Regions from separate parts of the Mus musculus genome. Here all the other regions are linked to region 3. A link is a contact called in public promoter capture Hi-C data. All regions are on one chromosome and are shown on one strand. Each heading gives the region's core, a stretch centred on a gene start, on an enhancer-like site or on the middle of the called end of the contact. The rest is flanking DNA. Distances are from core to core; before and after follow the strand shown.

Region 1 (4,277 bases), core at 1,242-3,741, 1.5 Mb after region 3:
TGGGTCATGCGTTCATCCTGAGAGACCCAAAGGCCAGTCAGAGGGTGGGGGGAACTCAGCTAACAGACCTAGTCACTGCCCTGCTAGGCCATGCTGTACTGTGAGCCCCCTCCTCATCCTCTTCCTACAACCCCAATCCCTGAGGACGGGGGGAACCCACCTTTCCTCCTCCTCCAGCTGGTTTGCCTTGCCCTCCCACTCACTGTCAACCACAGAAACGAGAAATTCCTCTTTCAGCTCAGCCTTGAGTCCATTGCCAAAATTCAGCATACCTGCCAGCAACTTGGGGGATAAGCCAGAGTATCCCCACAAGCGGGAGAGAAGGCAACAAAACAGAAGGCACAGCTGTCTCCAAAACACATCTGCTTTGTTTTGAAAGTGACCAAGAGAACCTCCGCACAAAAGTGCAGGTTGAGGACTTTGCGCTGGGTCATTCCCAAGAATCCCCCAAGGGGCAACCCACCGCCTCAGGAGTGACAGCTGCGGACCTCGAGGGTTCCGGCTTTGCTGCTAGAACCTGTTGTGGCTGCGTTTCCTGGTGGCAGTGACAACTGTGTAACCAGAATAGCTGCATGGCGCTGACCCTTTGGTCGGAACTTGGTCCCTGGGCTCCCTCAGTGCTGCCCATGTCCAGCACAACCCCTCCCTGTTTTTAAACCAATCACAATTAAGGAGGAAGCCCTGGCACTTCTTAGGTTTTCAACCCAAACTCCTTTTTCAGGACCCAGCTCACCTCTGTCAAACCCCGGCCAATCCAATAAGCACCATGCAGCAACCTTGATTTAAAAAAAGAAGAAAAGAAGAAAAAAAAAAAACTTAAAATAAAATAAAATAAAAAAATACAACACACATACACAAAAAAATCTTTTAATGAATGTATCTTTCTAAAGGACTGACGCTCAATCAAATACCTGAAAATACTAGAGGTCACAGCCTCATCTGATGTTAACTTTTATTGGATTTGGGATTCTTTTTCATAGAAACCAAGTTGTTTTTTGTTGTTATTGTTGTTGTTGTTGTTGTTGTTTTTTAAGGAAAAGCGGGTCATTGCAAAGGGCTGGGTGTAATTTTACGTTTCCTTTCCTTCATTTTAAAGCAATACAAAGTTATTGAACAGATAGTTTTGTGCCGAATCATGAATACCAGTCAAGTCTCACACTCTGAAAACTTGCAACCTTTTTGTTTGTTTGTTTTGGTTTTCAAATAAATATAAATATATATATATATAGGAACTAATATAGGAATGCACCATTGTAACAAAGCCTAGTTCAGTCCATGGCTTTTACTTCTCTTAACACTATAGATAAGGATTGTGCTACAGTTGCTAGTGGGGCAGGGAAATGTCAGGCTCCCAGTGACAGTGACGGTGGTGCTGACTCCACATACGGATGACAGACGCCCGCCTGTCCCGAGAGGAGCGTGCAGAGCAGATCTGCTCTCACCTGGCTTCTTCCTGCCTGTGGACGTTGCCAGTCGGTACCTGTACTCCTCGTCTACTTCCGGTTATGAATGTTGGGGTCACCACCTGCATCTAGGGGAAAATTGTGTTCTGTGCTTTCTGGTATCTTGTTCTGGGGTACACTAGTTCTGTCTTTCAACCAAGAAAAAAAAATAGATTTGTGGTGTTTCTTTTCTTGAACTTTAACAGTCTCCTTAGCAAATACAGGTAGTTGAATAATTGTTTCATGAGCTGAACAGTGGCAAGCTTCATTTCTAGAATAAGACATTTCTCTACAGCTGTGTCATGTACAATGGATCTTTTGGGGGTTTTTTGTTTGTTTTGTTTGCTTCCCTTTTTTTCCTTGTGTTCTTCCAAGCTTCTGGTTAGAGACAAAGTGGGGGGGGGGAAGGAAAACGTGTCTGAAGCCCATCAGTGTTAACTCCCTGAGACAGGGATGAAGGAAAATACTTTAATATTCAAAAAATAATAATGCTGAAAGCTCTCTACGAAAGACTGAATGTAAAAGTAAAAAGTGTACATAGTTGTAAAAACAAAAAAAGGAGTTTTTAAACATGTTTATTTTCTATGCACTTTTTTTTATTTAAGTGATAGTTTAATTAATAAACATGTCAAGTTTATTGCTGCACTCTGCTGAGCTTCCTTTGGCCTTGGGGGTGGAGTGGGGGAGGGAGGGGCTTGTCAATGGGTTACCTAATGCCTTCCAGCCTCCCTTCTTTAAGATGGAATCACTCAACCAGTCCCTTGTCTGGAGTGACCTTCAGTGAGCACTGAAGTATATCCAGGACCTCAGAGGTTCTGGGTAGAAGGGCTGTGTTACTGTTTGCCTAACTCGTTTAATAGGAGGTTAAGTAGTGATCTTTAAACAGACTTTAATAAAGTGAAAGCATAATTTCCATCTCTGCTCCACCTTAAAGCTGAAACAGGATTTGTTTATTCTGTGTTGGGGGTGGGGGTGCGGTTGGGAAATACTGAAAAACCACCCTGCCAGGTCAGTAACCCTGGCCACTGAGGCTGGACTAAGGATTGGAAGGCACACCTCTGTACCTGAGGCGGTCCCCAAACAGAACCTCCTCCGTTCACAGCATCTGCCAGCTGGAGGCTCTACCCTGTCCCCACCATCTTCCTTCACCCACTGAGTTACCACTTGGGCCCTAGGAGCCATGGGGACTCCAAATGATCAGGCAGTGTTGCAGGCCATCTTCAACCCTGATACCCCCTTTGGAGATGTTGTTGGATTGGACCTGGAAGAAGCAGAGGAGGGAGATGAAGGTGAGCCTTTGACATTGGTGTCTACCCCTCCATAGGCTGCCTGGCAGGCCCCTGAGATTTCCTACAGGACATGGTGAGGCCGGAACCCTCGTTCTACCCTTGCAGGTTATTTCAGAGACTGGAGTCTGAGAGGTCCTCTGAATTTCAAAGTGTGGGTCAGGTGTTGGCAGGGGTGAATCTCCCAAGAGAAAGCCAGAGTTTCTCTCTGTCATTCAGTCCCATACCTCTAAGCCTACAACTAAAAATCTTCCATGATCCAAGCTTATCTGTGCTGGCTTAAGTCAACCCCTGAAATATTTGACATTTTGAACATCACACCCACCCTCTCCACAGCAAGGATGGAAGGCAAACAGGGCGGGATGGTGGCTTGGTTGGCCCATCCTGACAGCAGGCAGAGCTTCATTTGTTACACATTGTTATAAGCTAGACATGGAGCTAGCTCTTCCAGGGGAACAGCATGGCCCATTGCCTAATAATGATGTCTGGGGGGCTTTGTTTCTGCAGGAGGTAAGCCTTAGCTGCACTGAAGCTTTAGAGTGAGAAACTGAAAAACATCTAGAGTCATTTTCATGACCTGGGATGGGTTTGGTGGCCTTTGTGTCCGAGTATGTAAAGCAAAACGAGAAGAAGCCAAAAAGCTGAAGAACCGGGTTCAGATCTAAGCGCCACACCCTGGGCCTGTGGTCTAGAGCGAGTCACCACTGAACAAGTTGTTGAGCTTCTCTTAGCCAAGGAGAACCACCCAGTGCCTCTTTCTCAGGTCTTTTAGCAATGTTAGAATTCGGTTTTACTGACCTCAGCTACTATCCCTGACTCTGCACCCACACCCACACCTGGTCAGCTCATTTGGGGGTCAGAATGCCAAAGTCCAAGGTGACTTTCCGTTTTCTTCCCTACCATACACATGCCTGTTTCTCCCCTGGTGCAGATGGAGTTTTCCCTCAAGCACAGTTGGAGCACTCCAAGGCCCTGGAGTTGCAGGGAGTGAGGGCGGCAGAAGCTGGAGACCTCCACACAGCACTGGAGAAGTTTGGCCAAGCCATTAGCCTGCTACCTGACAGAGCCTCTGCCTACAACAACCGAGCCCAAGCCCGGCGGCTCCAGGGGGATGTAGCAGGTGAGGGGAAAACACCAGAGATCCTCCACAGAAAGGACCCCTCCCATGAAGGGCAGAGATGAGTTGGTTGTGGGTGGAGAGCAGAGAAACAGAGACACTAAACTCCCTGACATCTATGTTCTTACCTATAAAATTCAAGACAGTATGGGTTCTGCTAGCTTCATGAGACTATATGAGAATCAAGAGGCTGCATTCTGCTCATGGACTTAATAAAAGCCTTCTAGGCAGCAGTAGGCTTGAAGAGCAGGGCATGAGGATAAAATGTTTGTCTAGCAGTTACTGGGAACTAGGCATTATGCACACCACAAGGTTGTAGTAACAATCCTTATGACCCCCCACCCCAGAGGGTATGTATTGTCATTTCATCATAAAGTCGAAGAAAAGGAAGAATACAGAGGTTGAGTAGCTTCCTCGTCATCCTCCAGCCAA
Region 2 (4,028 bases), core at 1,282-3,781, 1.9 Mb after region 3:
TGACCATCAAGCTATACATGATAGCATTAATGCTTTTGTTTCTCATGCTTAATTCCTTATTGCTGTGTACAAAGTAAATAGCTCCCATTCTAAAATCACTGTTGTCTTGTCATTCCCCACCCCTTACACACACACAAGAAACTCTCTAGAGTCATACCAGGCAATTCCCTTAACACCCAGACTTCTCCTTCTCCCCAATCTCACCTACCTTCCAGTTCCACCAGGTTGAAGACAATGATAGAAGCAGAGATGACTAGTGACTGACCGGCCTCTAGGCCATTAATGCCCGCCAGGATGTTGATGGCATTGGTACAGAACACTGCAAGCAGCCCCATGTAGACGTAGTACAGGATCCCTGGGGGACACAGCGAGGAGTAGGATTTGGATTTGTTTGTTAACAGAACAAAGCACAAGATGAATGGAACACCAGAAAGGATCCAAATAGGCAAGGTCTAGTAGCTCAGGCCTATAATTCTAACTACTTGGAAGGCTGGGACAGGAGGATTACCTGTTTAAGGCCTGCCAGGGCTAAATAAGTTCAAGGCAATTTAGTGTGTGACCCTGTTTGTTTTGTTTTTTAAAGATTTATTTATTTTTATGTATATGTATTTGTTATTTTATGTATACACTGTAGCTGTACAGATAGTTGTGAGCCTTCATCTGGTTGTTGGGAATTGAACTTAGGACCTCTGCTCTCTCAGGTCAACCCTGTTCCCTCAGTCCCTGCTTGCTATGGCCCAAAGATAAGTACACTGTAGCTGTCTTCAGACACACCAGAAGATGGTGTCAGATCTCATTACAGGTGGTTGTGAGCCACCATGTGATTGCTGGGATTTGAACTCCAAACCTTCGGAAGAGCAGTCAGTGCTCTTACCCGCTAAGCCATCTCATCAGCCCTATGACCCTGTTTTGTTTTTTTGTTTTTGTTTTTGTTTTAAATACAAAACAGAGACAGGAAAAGCTTTGATAATAAGTCTTAGTGCAAGCATGACTTCCTTGAAACAGGAAGGAAATAAGAGATAGGGAAGAAGGAGGGAAAAGAGAGAAAGTAGATACAAGGACAGAAAAGAAATGGTTGATGGGGATATGGACCACCAGGAGGGGTCCTCTATTGGGACCTCAGAGGCAAGGGTACCAGAAAGTAGGTGCCACAGGGGCAGTAGTGGCAAGGTTACTCACCCAAGTCCAAATGCAGGCCCAGAATCCAGCGGAAGGGCTTGGGCACCACGATGGTTGTATTGCCAAAGTTTGTGAAGTAGACCATGAGGAGAGGTAGTGAGGCAGCTGTGGGCAGCAGCAGCTTGTGGCGCCAGCGGAGATTGAGGACATCATCAGCAAACCCCAGGAAGATCATGCAGCAGATGGCAAGGAGGGCACCTATTAGGGCCACAAACTGGGGGAGAAGTGGGCACGTAATGACTCACACCTACTTCTACTCTGTCAAGAATTCCTGTCTTTTCCATTTTTTTTTTCGGAGTTGGTGATTGAACGCCGGGTCCTTGCACATACTCACATACTGAGAAAGCGCTCTACCACCGAGCTATATCACCAGTCCAAGAATTCCTGTCTCTATGGTTGTGGCCACAAGCATCCTTTTCCCAAATCCAAATAACCCCAACTCAAGTGCCCGGCCCCAGCCAGCCCGCTAATAACTTCCCCACTGGTGCACTTACTTCATGGTGGGGGAATGCCTTACACTGCTCCTCCACGAAGCAGTTCAGGAAGGGGAAAGGGATGAAGCAGAAGAGGATGATAAGGAAAACAGCACCGCTGATCACTCCCTGGGACTCTGGGCTGCGGCCCAGCGGGAAAGGGTGGAGGAGGAAGAAGAAAGGGGCGTGGTCACTCACAATAGTAGGGGTCCCAGTAAACCAAAGTGGCCTTCTCAGGATTTTGTTTGTTGGGGAGTAGGGAGAGCGTGCACAGGGCAAAGGATACCTACCCCTCTACAACTCCTGACACCCAACAGTTCCATTCCGTCCTTCCCAAGGATAGACAACTTTAATGACCTCCCAGAGTTCTGGGTGCCTAGGTTAGCTTTCCGGCTAGTGCAAAGCCAAGCATCTCAGTCCTTGCCCCTGTTCTGCACAATCCTGCCCCCCCCCCCCCCAACCCAGGACACTCGCGTGCGGTTACTCACATCTGCTGCTGGCTGAGCTTGTTGAGGTCCTGGCCACAGAGGCGCGCGGCGATAAAGTGGCTACGGAAGGCAGGGATGAGGGTGACTGTAGCCACGAATCCCAACAGCGAGCCGATCAAATTCACCAGCAGCGGCAGCGGCAGGGGCAACTCCGGGAAGGCCCACATGGTGACCCTCCGGTGGCCGCCGCCCCGCCGCCTACTCAGCTAACTGGTAAGCCAGGAACAATCCCGTGGCCTCGGCAGCCGGCAGTGCGGCTCCCAACCCGCAGAGGATTCCGGCGCCAGCGGGAACAAAACCCAGCTAGGACGCTAGGACCTGACCCTCCCTCCTGACCAGCAAGAAGCTCTTAGGAAGCAACCTCGGCTCTGCCCCGCTGCACCTACCCATTGTTTCCACCCGGATCTTAATTGCGAAAGAACTATCGCTGCTGAAGACCGAAGCACCATTTTTAAAACGGGCACTGTAGCCGGACCGGTAGTGTTATTTTAAACAAAGCTTTAGTTCTAAAGGAGTGGTACCATTAGCGTTTTTGAAAACTCAACTGAAGAAAATACAAGAACGTGGATACTCTCGAAACAATCATATTGTGCAGCTCAGAGTGGAAATAGGCTTTGCCCAGTTCCAACATGAACGCTTCCTCGTACCACGTGGCTGACACCGCTAGTTCTGTGGTTCCACGTCGTCTCCCTCGCAGGTCGGGTTTAAAGGGCTAGCAGCCTGAGCTTAGTCTGGGATGCCCTGGGGCTGGAAATATGGCTACTGAGAGCTGGCCGTGGTCAGGAAGAATGAGAGTGTGGAAGCACACCCGCTCTTTGCAGGAAAACTGTTGCCGACGTAAACACTGGTTCCAGAAACTCAGGAACAATCTGGAGGGTTTTTAAAACCTGGGAAGCTCAGACACTCGAAAAGCCCCTCCCGCCCTTTTTCTTGTTCATGATCCAGGTACTTTTCCCACAACCCACCCACCTTCTGCCTCCACTATAGCAGTTTGTTGCTGGGCAACCTACCGCTGCATTTCGCCAGGAGGAAACTGTTTGAGCTTTCAGGTCTTCGATTAAAGCAGGGATTAAAACTTGATGTTGGATCACAGCACTGTGCCAACGCTTTCCAAATAGACAGAAACCGACGCATTGCAAATAACTAACGAGGCAGGAGAGCTTGTCCATACCTCCAGTGAGCTTGTGGGTTTCCTCCCAGTCAAGTTTCTTCCTCCCAGTCACTTACTTGCCTTTTGACACCTGTACACGCTAGTAGTACAGCAGTTCACTGGAATATTGATCCCTTAGGTGGCAAATGTTTTCCTCAGAGAGGAATCCACCACAGAGAGTTAGGGAGTTGACAATAACATGGCGTTTTGTCCATCCCCTTTTGAATTACAGCATACTCCTAGAATCAGGGTGAAGTTGACACTACTTAGGTCAAAGAATTTCTTAAGGGCTGGAGAGTAGGCTCAGTGGTTAAGTCTGCTCTTCCGAAGGTCCTGAGTTCAAATCCCAGCAACCACATGGTGGCTCACAACCATCCGTAATGAGATCTGACGCCCTCCTCTGGTGTGTCTGAAGACAGCTACAGTGTACTTACATATAATAAATCTAAAAAAAAAAAAAAAAAAGCCGGGTGGTGGTGGCCCACGCCTTTAATCCCAGCACTTGGGAGGCAGAGGCAGGTGGATTTCTGAGTTCAAGGCCAGCCTGGTCTACAGAGTGAGTTCCAGGACAGCCAGGGCTACACAGAGAAACCCTGTCTCGAAAAACCAAAAAAAAAAAAAAAAAAAAAAAAAAAAAGAAGAAGAAGAAGAAGAACTTCTTAGGTTCCTTTTTCTGAAAGTCAGGTATTCAATGTCCATTCAACTTGGAGATGGCTCTTATTAACATTAAAAGCCCCA
Region 3 (4,211 bases), core at 1,613-4,112:
GAGGGGAAACAATTGCTCTCAGACATGGTCCAATGAGAGTCACGCCAGACCAACAACGTTCCATCACGAGCATCTATTTCATTCCAACCAAAAGTCAGTTCCACCCTGAGAGTCAGGAGGTAGGGACTGTATGATGAGGAAGGCACACAGTTTGTTCTGTACAGGATTTTTTTAGAAGCCCTCCTTCATCGTGTGGATGGCTCAGTTCCTTATCTGGATTCAGAGTTCTCTAAGGAAATAGGGGCTCTGCCCGGTCCCATCACTGGACCCACCAGCAGGACCACTGGCAGGGACGTACACACTCCATCACATGTTCTCTGCATCATGCTCTCCTCCTGCTCCCTTCCAACAAAAGCTCTCATGACAACCCTGGGGAGACAGGAGTTCCTCTCCATGGACCAACTGTAACAGCCAGCACCAGGCTGCGAGAATTAACAGGAGCCCAACTCCAGGTTGTAGTGGCATGGGTTTCCAGCACGGTCAAGCACTGGCTTGCGGTCAGTCACCCCACACACCATCTCCCACTCCTGTCACCTCACTCTTGCTACTTAGGATTGCCAAATGAGTACCAGAAGCTGGGTTTGCAAAGCCTACTGAGTGTAATGCCCCTGAGTAGGGGAGTTGAGGAGGCTGGGTAGGTTGGGACAGCAGCACCTTTGGTGGTGTGCAGGACCCTCCACCCTCTGCCTAATAGACCATGCTAGCGGCTCAGGGTCCAGACAATGAGCTGGAGGGTTAACCGGAGTGACCCTCAGGGTCACTCAAATGACTATGACCCTGGTCTTGAAGGCCATAGGCAATATCTTCCCACAGGTCGTCCAGTCGGCTCTGCAGTCTGCTCAGGGCCTTATTACTGTCTGAGTGTCCCAGCTCAGGAGCGAAGGCGCTGTGGCTAGGCGGGGGTGGGGCTAGCTGGTGCTGAATTTCCTCTGTCTCCTGGTCAATGGCCTGAGTAAATGCAGCAATCTGCAGGTAGGTGTCATGCCGAAAAGCCTGCAGTCTCTGGCGGACCTCCTCGGAGAGAGCCTGAGGGTCCAGGGAATCTCCATCTTCCGCCCCATCTGTGCTGACGCGGATGAAGGCACTGAGCTCATCGCGCAGCTGGTCCAGGTTGCGTTGGATGCTGGTGTGCAGGTCCTTCGCCTTACGTGTGAGTTTGTGGGACAGAGTCTGCACGCAGCGACTGAGTCGCGCGGGGCTGGCAGCTGCGTGAGGAGCGACACTGCGGTGCAGCTCCTGCACGTGGTGCCCAATTCCAGTCACCAAGCGTTCTGCGTAAGGGTGGAAGAGCTCTTTGACTCGGTCGGTATGGTGCAGCACTCGACTCTGCATGTCCTGCAGCAGGTTCAGCGCCTCGTCCACGCCCCCCAGGAGCTGAGCCTTGGTGTCTTCTCCCACCACGCGCAGCTGCTCCTGCAGCTCCTGCACACTCAGGCCCACCTGCTCCATCAGCTCCGCCGTGTAGGGTTTCAACTGCTGCCTCAGGCCCTCCAAGTTCCAGCCTACCTGCTGGTGCTTCGCAGCCATGTAGGGCTCCAGGCGCGAGCTCACTTCCCCCAGCTCCTGCTGCAGCTGTTTCCGAATGCCTTCTGGGTCCTGGGCCAGCAGAGGAGGCTCCTTCCCAGGCCCTCTCAAGGGTCCCAGCTTTTCTAGGTAATTGTTCATATTGTAGAGGTCTTGCTCGAAGCTGCCTTTCAGGTTCCTGGAGAAGGAGAAAGACAGAGAATCAGGCCATTAGACTGCTAGCATTGAAATCTCCCTTTCCCCAAAGCTGTGGGACACTAATATTTTGCAGAAGCCAGGACAGGAGGAGTGGCCCCAGAGCCTGGTCTTTAGTCCTGACCCCAGCCAACTTCATTGTTACATTCAGAACACAAAATGGCATTCGGTCTTACAATACCATCCAAGAAGGTGTCACACACACACGCCAAGATTCACACCATCTTGTCATTCTGTGGCATGCTAATCTCAGGTGCCATGGGCAGGAGAAACTTGGACAAGAGGGTGCCCAAGATGACTGAGGTGTGTTTGGTTCTATAGGCAGGGCTGGTTCCTTCAGCTTCCATGTTAACCACAGAGCCAAGGGATCATCCCACAGTAGGGCTGTCTCGTGCCCTCAGCACAGCCTTGCCCAGGCTACTTACTCCTGTGCCAGCTTCTGTGGCTGGCCCATCACGCCTTTGCTCCAACTGTTTTGGCTGAAGTAGTCCCAGAGGCTCTTCCGTGCCTGAGTGCTTGCGAACACTGCAGAGGAAGATGAGACAGTTAAGGGCCAGGCCCCTCAGCCCATCCTCCATCCCAAACCCACACTGCAGTGGGCCAGAAGACCCACCTGCGAGGAGGGCGAGGGCCCAAGTGATGACTGCAGCCATGCTTTCCACGATGGCCCCTGAGAAGGAAGGTAGATGAAGGCTTGATCAGGAGGAGAGGCAAAGCCAGGGACTAGATCTAGGAAGCCTGGTCTAGGGGGTGCCTGCCCCAAATCCCGATAACCCTTCCCCAGTGTGTAGGTAACATCATGTCAAAAGCTCCAGAGAACTGAACTAGGCACTTGCGGGGACTGGGGGTGGGGGAGTGAGGCAGGAGGGAAGAGATGACTTCCTCAGACAACAGGGTTGGATTGCTCCTTACCTCGGTCACAAAGTAGGGAACCTGGAACTCAGGCTGCCCTAGAGAGATGACCCACCCACCTCAATGCAATCTAGCTCCCTCGTTTGCCTGTCTTCCTGCCTCCGAGCCCCTTTTAGGGATGAGGACTGGTACACACAATTTCTGCTAGCCTGTATCTGCAGCTCTCTCCTACCTTTGCTGCCACCCCACCCCCACCATCCCTGTGCCATGTAAGCTCACCTGCTCGGTTCTGGGCACAGAGAGCAGACACTCTTACTTTATACTCTAGGCGCCAGGGAGTCTGACAACAATTCCTCTGAGCAAACACCACGTGGAGGGTCAAAGAAGGATGACCCCAGCTGGTTACTAGCACACTCACCTTTTCCCCTTCTCCTGGCACTGTTGGGGTTAGTAAGCTCCCCAGCCTCAGGGGGGCTGCCCCAGTAGACAAGTGGCTCCCTCGAGCCTTTACTAAGTGTGGGCAGAACCCACCCCCCAAATCCTGTGACCAGCAACCGCCCCACTTACTGAATGACTGGCCAGCCAATGAACACTGCTTGTCTGTCCACTGCGGGCCCTGCCTTTACTTAACTCCCCAGCGCCTTCTGCACTAGCCAGCTGGCCAGAGGGACAGTGTCCAGGACTGGCTAGAGCCTGGGCTGGCCTTACTTGTCCCACCATGGCCACTGTGACAGCCTGAGAAGAGCCAGTACTTACAGGGTTACAGACCTATGGCGCCTAGAGTATAAGTGTCTCCAGGATTGAGCTGGAGAAGTCAGGTCCTGTTGAAGATGGATGGGGCAAGCTGCATCTGGGTCAGAGACTTTGGGTATCAGAAGTTAGTCCCCTCAAGAGTCTTCCCTCACAGGGAAGGCTGGGCTCCACCCCCTTGAGCTTCCGAGGAGGGAAGCCGGGAAGCCCAGATGTTTCTCTTATGACAAGCTTCTTCCATAGGCTTGCATGGACATACCTGAGTGCTTCATCCTTTCTCTTCAACCTCCAGTCGGTCCCCCTGCCTCCACCCACACGCTGTTCCCGTCACTTTCCTCAGAACTTCCCTCTGCCCTTCACCGTGACCAGTTCAGCCTCCTCCCTTGTCTCCACACAAAACTTCTGCCATCCTCGATCCACTTACCTCTCAGGCACAGGGGGATGTCTGCCTATAATCACGGCACTGGGGAGGCTGAGGCAGGAGAATTGTAAGTTTGAGGCCAGTCTGGGCTGCTGTGGGAGGTCCTATCTCAAACAACAAAACTAAGAAGAGAAAAAGAAGCTGCCAAGCTTCCCACTCTGTCCCAGCACATGGGTCGTTAAAGAAGGGTTGTAAGCTGTACTTACCTAAAATATACATAGTCCAGAGATTGATCTCAAACACGGCATAAAACAGGATTACAGGCGTGTGCTTGGAATCCTGAGACAGGGAAACTGCAGGGACCTGAAGGGGACAGGAACTCTAGAATCAGAATGGAGCCTCTCACCTAGGCAAGAATACCTACACCATTACCATGTGCTATACATTAGGTTTCAAAACTGGGGCAGAAGGCTGAGGTGCCTATTTAACATATCAAAGTGGGTCTGGCCCCCACATTCGCCCTGTTACA
Region 4 (3,902 bases), core at 1,076-3,575, 1.9 Mb after region 3:
GCTCCAAGGATGCCAGAGTTCCTCATATAGCAGATACCAAGTGTACATTTCCTATTTCTTTTCCAGACAGAACTCCTTAATTCTTAGGGTGCCAGGTCATACTCTAACTTCCAAGCCGGCCTGGGATTTGGTGCTGACCCTTTTAGCCTTCAGTGTGCTGGGCTCACAAGCGTGTACCCTTAATCCCAACTCTGTCTAGGACAGGAAGACCAACAAGCCAGCCATCAATGTAGCTGTTTTTAGGATTTACTAATAATTTAGTGTATTTGCACGTAGAGAGAATCACCCTATCTGAAGTCAGTCTTTTCTTCCATCCTGTTGAGGCAGTATGTCTCACGCTGCTGTACAGCGGGTGCCGTGCAGAGTTGGCCTGAGCTCCTGGGTAAGTCCATTTTGCCATGGAAGTGTTGTGGTTACAGGAGTAACTACACAAACTCTTCCACATCCTTGGCACAGACTTAAGGGGCCACCACCTCTATGTTAAGGACCATAGTTTATACTTGTAACAACACCTAGATCCTATCTGCTAAGTTTATGTACTTAAAACTATAGCCAAGCCGGGCGTGGTGGCGCACGCCTTTAATCCCAGCACTCGGGAGGCAGAGGCGGGCAGATTTCTTAATTCAAGGCCAGCCTGGTCTACAGAGTGAGTTCCAGGACAGCCAGGGCTACACAGAGGAAACCCTGTCTCGAAAAACAAAAAAACAAACAAACAAAAAAAATCCCACCAGAGGCAGGAGAATAATTTGCCCGGACAACAAAGTGAGATGGCATTCCAAAATAACAAGGCAAGGTGGTACTCTGGACTTTAATCCCAATTAACGGAGAAGCAATAAATAAATAAATAAAAAGGGCCAGGAATTCAAGGACTGCAAAGGAATGCAGGACACTGAAGTTACTAAAACTTAAGACTCTGGAAGTCAGTCTATCCTTCATAAGTCTTTCCAGTCATACTGCTCCCAACAAGACAATGCACTGGTAAGAACAAGGGCACATCACCTACCTTTACTAAGGAGCTCCTGAAGGGCTGCCCTGGCCAAGGAACCGCGAATCTTCAGTCTCTCAGAGACCACGGCTGGAGTAATAAGCTTATAGTTCGGAACCTCCTTACAGAGCTTGTCGTATGTCGCTTTGTCGAACAGGACAAGATTGTTCAACTTGTCCCGAACTTTGCCTTTGGACCACTTCTGCTCATCAAAACAAATGAGAACCAGTCAGAACCATCCCTTTGCTCCCTAACATCAAGCATCTGAGAAAGCTCTGTCACGATCATCTCAGGGAAATTAGAGACTTCTTGGCTTATTGCATTGGCAACTTTGGAGTCGCTATCAGATACCCTGAAGACCAGACATATGCCTTACAGTTCATAGCAGTAGCAAAACTATTAAGTAGCAACAACAAAAATAATTTCATAAAAAAAAAAATAATTTCATGAGCTGGGCAGTGGTGGCACATGCCTTTAATCCCAGCACTCGGGAGGCCGAGGCAGGCAGATTTCTAAGTTCGAGGCCAGCCTGGTCTACAGAGTGAGTTCAGGACAGTCAGGGCTATTCAGAGAAACCCATCTTGAAAAAACAAATAGTAATTTCACAGCTGGTGGTCAAAAGGGGAACCATCTTAAAAGGGTCGTAACATTAATAAGGTTTAATACCATTACTTTATAAAAGTATTACACCACTGTATTCTTAAAGTGACTATGTGATTTTAGAATTCGGTATCTGGGGAAAAACTTACAGCACAAGTTCACGACAGGTCCCACAGATTCCCATTACAAATAGCTATCGCCTACCTTCTTCTTGGCCTTGCCACCAGATTTATTTACTGGGTCTTTATCCTTTTTGGCCGACTTTCCGGCATCTTTCTTCTTCTTGTCGTCTTTGGGAGGCTAGGGGAAGAAAGCGGGAGTGCAGGCCAGTCACATGGTGGTCCCATGCACCCCGATCGCAGCCCTTCACCCACCCAGGCGCCGCCGCCGGAGCACATGGACACGATGGCGGCAGCCGCCCGGAGAGGCAGGCCCGCGGGTCACGAAGCAGTCCGTGTAGGGTCGCCTCCACCTCCCCCCAGCACCGCCCGATCCTCTGAACCCCACTGCTCAACCCTCGCGGGCCTTACCATGGCGAAGCTCAGAGAGTCGTGTAGACCACAGCAGCCTCGCTAAGATGTCGGAAAAAAAGGAAGCCCGGTGGCCCAACAATCCCAGAAACCTCTGCCTCGAGAGAGTACTTCCGGGGCAATGGGTGGAGCCACGTCTTGGCTAAACTCCGCCTCTTGTGGGATGGGATAGGGGGCGTGACTTCCAACCTGCAAACTCTGAGACTGGTCGTAAAATTGCTGCACTTTGCTGCGGGTCACCCAACAGCCACTAATTCTCTGCTCTGTCACTGAGAAATACAGTAGGCCAGTTCCCAGAAATGTGTTTGTTAAAGCAATGGGGGCCTTGGCTTGCGCGTGCGCTTTAGGAGGGGGGAGGGCCGCAGGAGGGAGAGCAGAGGCGAGGCTATGACACCAGTTCCGGGACTGGAGCGCCTGGAAGGGGCGGGATCGTAGTACCCTATCCGTAGCACAGTGATGGCGATTTTTAGCGTGTACGTGGTGAACAAAGCCGGCGGCCTGATTTACCAGTGGGACAGCTATTCGCCACGGGCTGAGGCTGAGAAGACTTTCAGTTACCCGCTGGACCTGCTGCTGAAACTGCACGACGAACGCGTGCTGGTCGCTTTCGGCCAGCGCGACGGCATCCGGGGTGGGCCGGGCTCGAGGGCGGGGCTGGCGCTGCGGAAGTGGGCTGGTGCGGGGTGGGAGTGGGAGTGAGAGTGAAAGAATGGGAGTGGGAGTAAGCGGGGCGGGGAGTGGCCCGGGCCATCTCTGATCCTTAGCCACTCTTCTTGTAGTGGGCCATGCAGTGTTGGCCATCAATGGCATGGACGTGAATGGCAAGTACACGGCTGACGGGAAAGAAGTGCTGGAGTATCTGGGTAACCCTGCGAATTACCCGGTTTCCATCCGATTCGGCCGGCCCCGCCTTACCTCTAACGAGAAGCTTATGCTGGCCTCGATGTTCCACTCGTAAGTTTCCCTACCCCTTTTAAACATTTCCTCCCCTGACTAGTGCATCTGTCTCTAGGCCGGCTAAAGTGTTTCTTTGTGTACTTAAAGAGGTACAATTACTGTGTACCTCTTTAAGTGGCTGAACTCTTTTTATGAAGAAATGTCAACTATAGCCAGGTTTGAGGTAGTTTGATTTTTGCCCAGTCAGGTCTTGTCCTCTTGACCCTAGTTTCTTCATCATTAACATAAGGTAATTGAATTTTTGAAAAAAAAAAATTTGGGGGGGATAGGGTTTCTCTTCAACTTCTGTATTAGGGTTTTACTGCTGTGAACAGACACCATGACCAAGGCAAGTCTTATAAAAAACATTTAATTGGGGCTGGCTTACAGGTTCAGAGGTTCAGTCCATTATCATCAAGGTGAGAGCATGGCAGTATCCAGGCAGGCATGACGCAGGAGGAGCTGAGAGTTCTATGTCTTAATCCAAAGGCTGCTAGTGGAAGACTAGGTTGTCTTGGAACTCACTCTGTAGACCAGCCTAGCCTCAAACTCAGAGATCCACTTCTCTCTGCCTTCCAAGCGCTGGGTTTAAAGGCGTGTGCCAATCACCACCACCACCACTTAATTAGATAATTAAATTAAGTGGACATTGAAATTCTTTCTGTAGCCGGGCGTGGCGCATGCCTTTGATCCCAGCACTTGGGAGGCAGAGGCAGGCGGATTTCTAAGTTTGAGGCCAGCCTGGTCTATAAGGGTGAGTTCCAGGACAGCCATGGCTACACAGAGAAACCCTGTCTCAAAAAAAAAAAAAAAAAAAAGAGAAAGAAAGAAAGTCTTCCTGTGACTGCCTG

Evidence for each region. Promoter capture Hi-C pulls out the DNA fragments that hold promoters and counts their contacts. Capture Hi-C pulls out chosen DNA fragments and counts their contacts.
Region 1: a contact with region 3 is called in a promoter capture Hi-C map of liver, with 6 times the contacts expected there. The contact joins the promoter of Ttc36 here to the promoter of Apoa5 in region 3. A contact is called at or near these places in 2 of 39 promoter capture datasets (both in liver).
Region 2: a promoter capture Hi-C map of adipose tissue shows a contact between it and region 3. The contact joins the promoter of Dpagt1 here to the promoter of Apoa5 in region 3. A contact is called at or near these places in 1 of 39 promoter capture datasets (liver) and 1 of 9 other capture datasets (adipose tissue).
Region 4: a promoter capture Hi-C map of pre-B cells shows a contact between it and region 3, with 3 times the contacts expected there. The contact joins the promoter of Trappc4 here to the promoter of Apoa5 in region 3. A contact is called at or near these places in 2 of 39 promoter capture datasets (liver and pre-B cells).

What each region holds. Positions count from the first base shown.
Region 1 is chr9:44,801,165-44,805,441 of GRCm38.p6, reverse strand. It overlaps Ttc36 (tetratricopeptide repeat domain 36), which reads left to right and starts at 2,491. Exons shown (of 3, transcript NM_138951.1): 1 at 2,491-2,731; 2 at 3,660-3,848. The coding sequence starts at 2,623. It overlaps Kmt2a (lysine (K)-specific methyltransferase 2A), which reads left to right. Exons shown (of 36, transcript NM_001357549.2): 36 at 1-2,087.
Region 2 is chr9:44,325,318-44,329,345 of GRCm38.p6, reverse strand. Dpagt1 (dolichyl-phosphate (UDP-N-acetylglucosamine) acetylglucosaminephosphotransferase 1 (GlcNAc-1-P transferase)) reads right to left here and starts at 2,531. Exons shown (of 9, transcript NM_007875.3): 1 at 2,141-2,531; 2 at 1,674-1,794; 3 at 1,180-1,393; 4 at 209-355. The coding sequence starts at 2,307.
Region 3 is chr9:46,267,259-46,271,469 of GRCm38.p6, reverse strand. It overlaps Apoa5 (apolipoprotein A-V), which reads right to left and starts at 2,862. Exons shown (of 4, transcript NM_080434.4): 1 at 2,851-2,862; 2 at 2,333-2,389; 3 at 2,145-2,244; 4 at 1-1,702. The coding sequence starts at 2,372. The coding sequence ends at 736.
Region 4 is chr9:44,405,971-44,409,872 of GRCm38.p6, reverse strand. Trappc4 (trafficking protein particle complex 4) reads left to right here and starts at 2,325. Exons shown (of 5, transcript NM_021789.2): 1 at 2,325-2,746; 2 at 2,895-3,069. The coding sequence starts at 2,572. Rps25 (ribosomal protein S25) reads right to left here and starts at 2,159. Exons shown (of 5, transcript NM_024266.3): 1 at 2,116-2,159; 2 at 1,790-1,885; 3 at 1,004-1,187. The coding sequence starts at 2,118.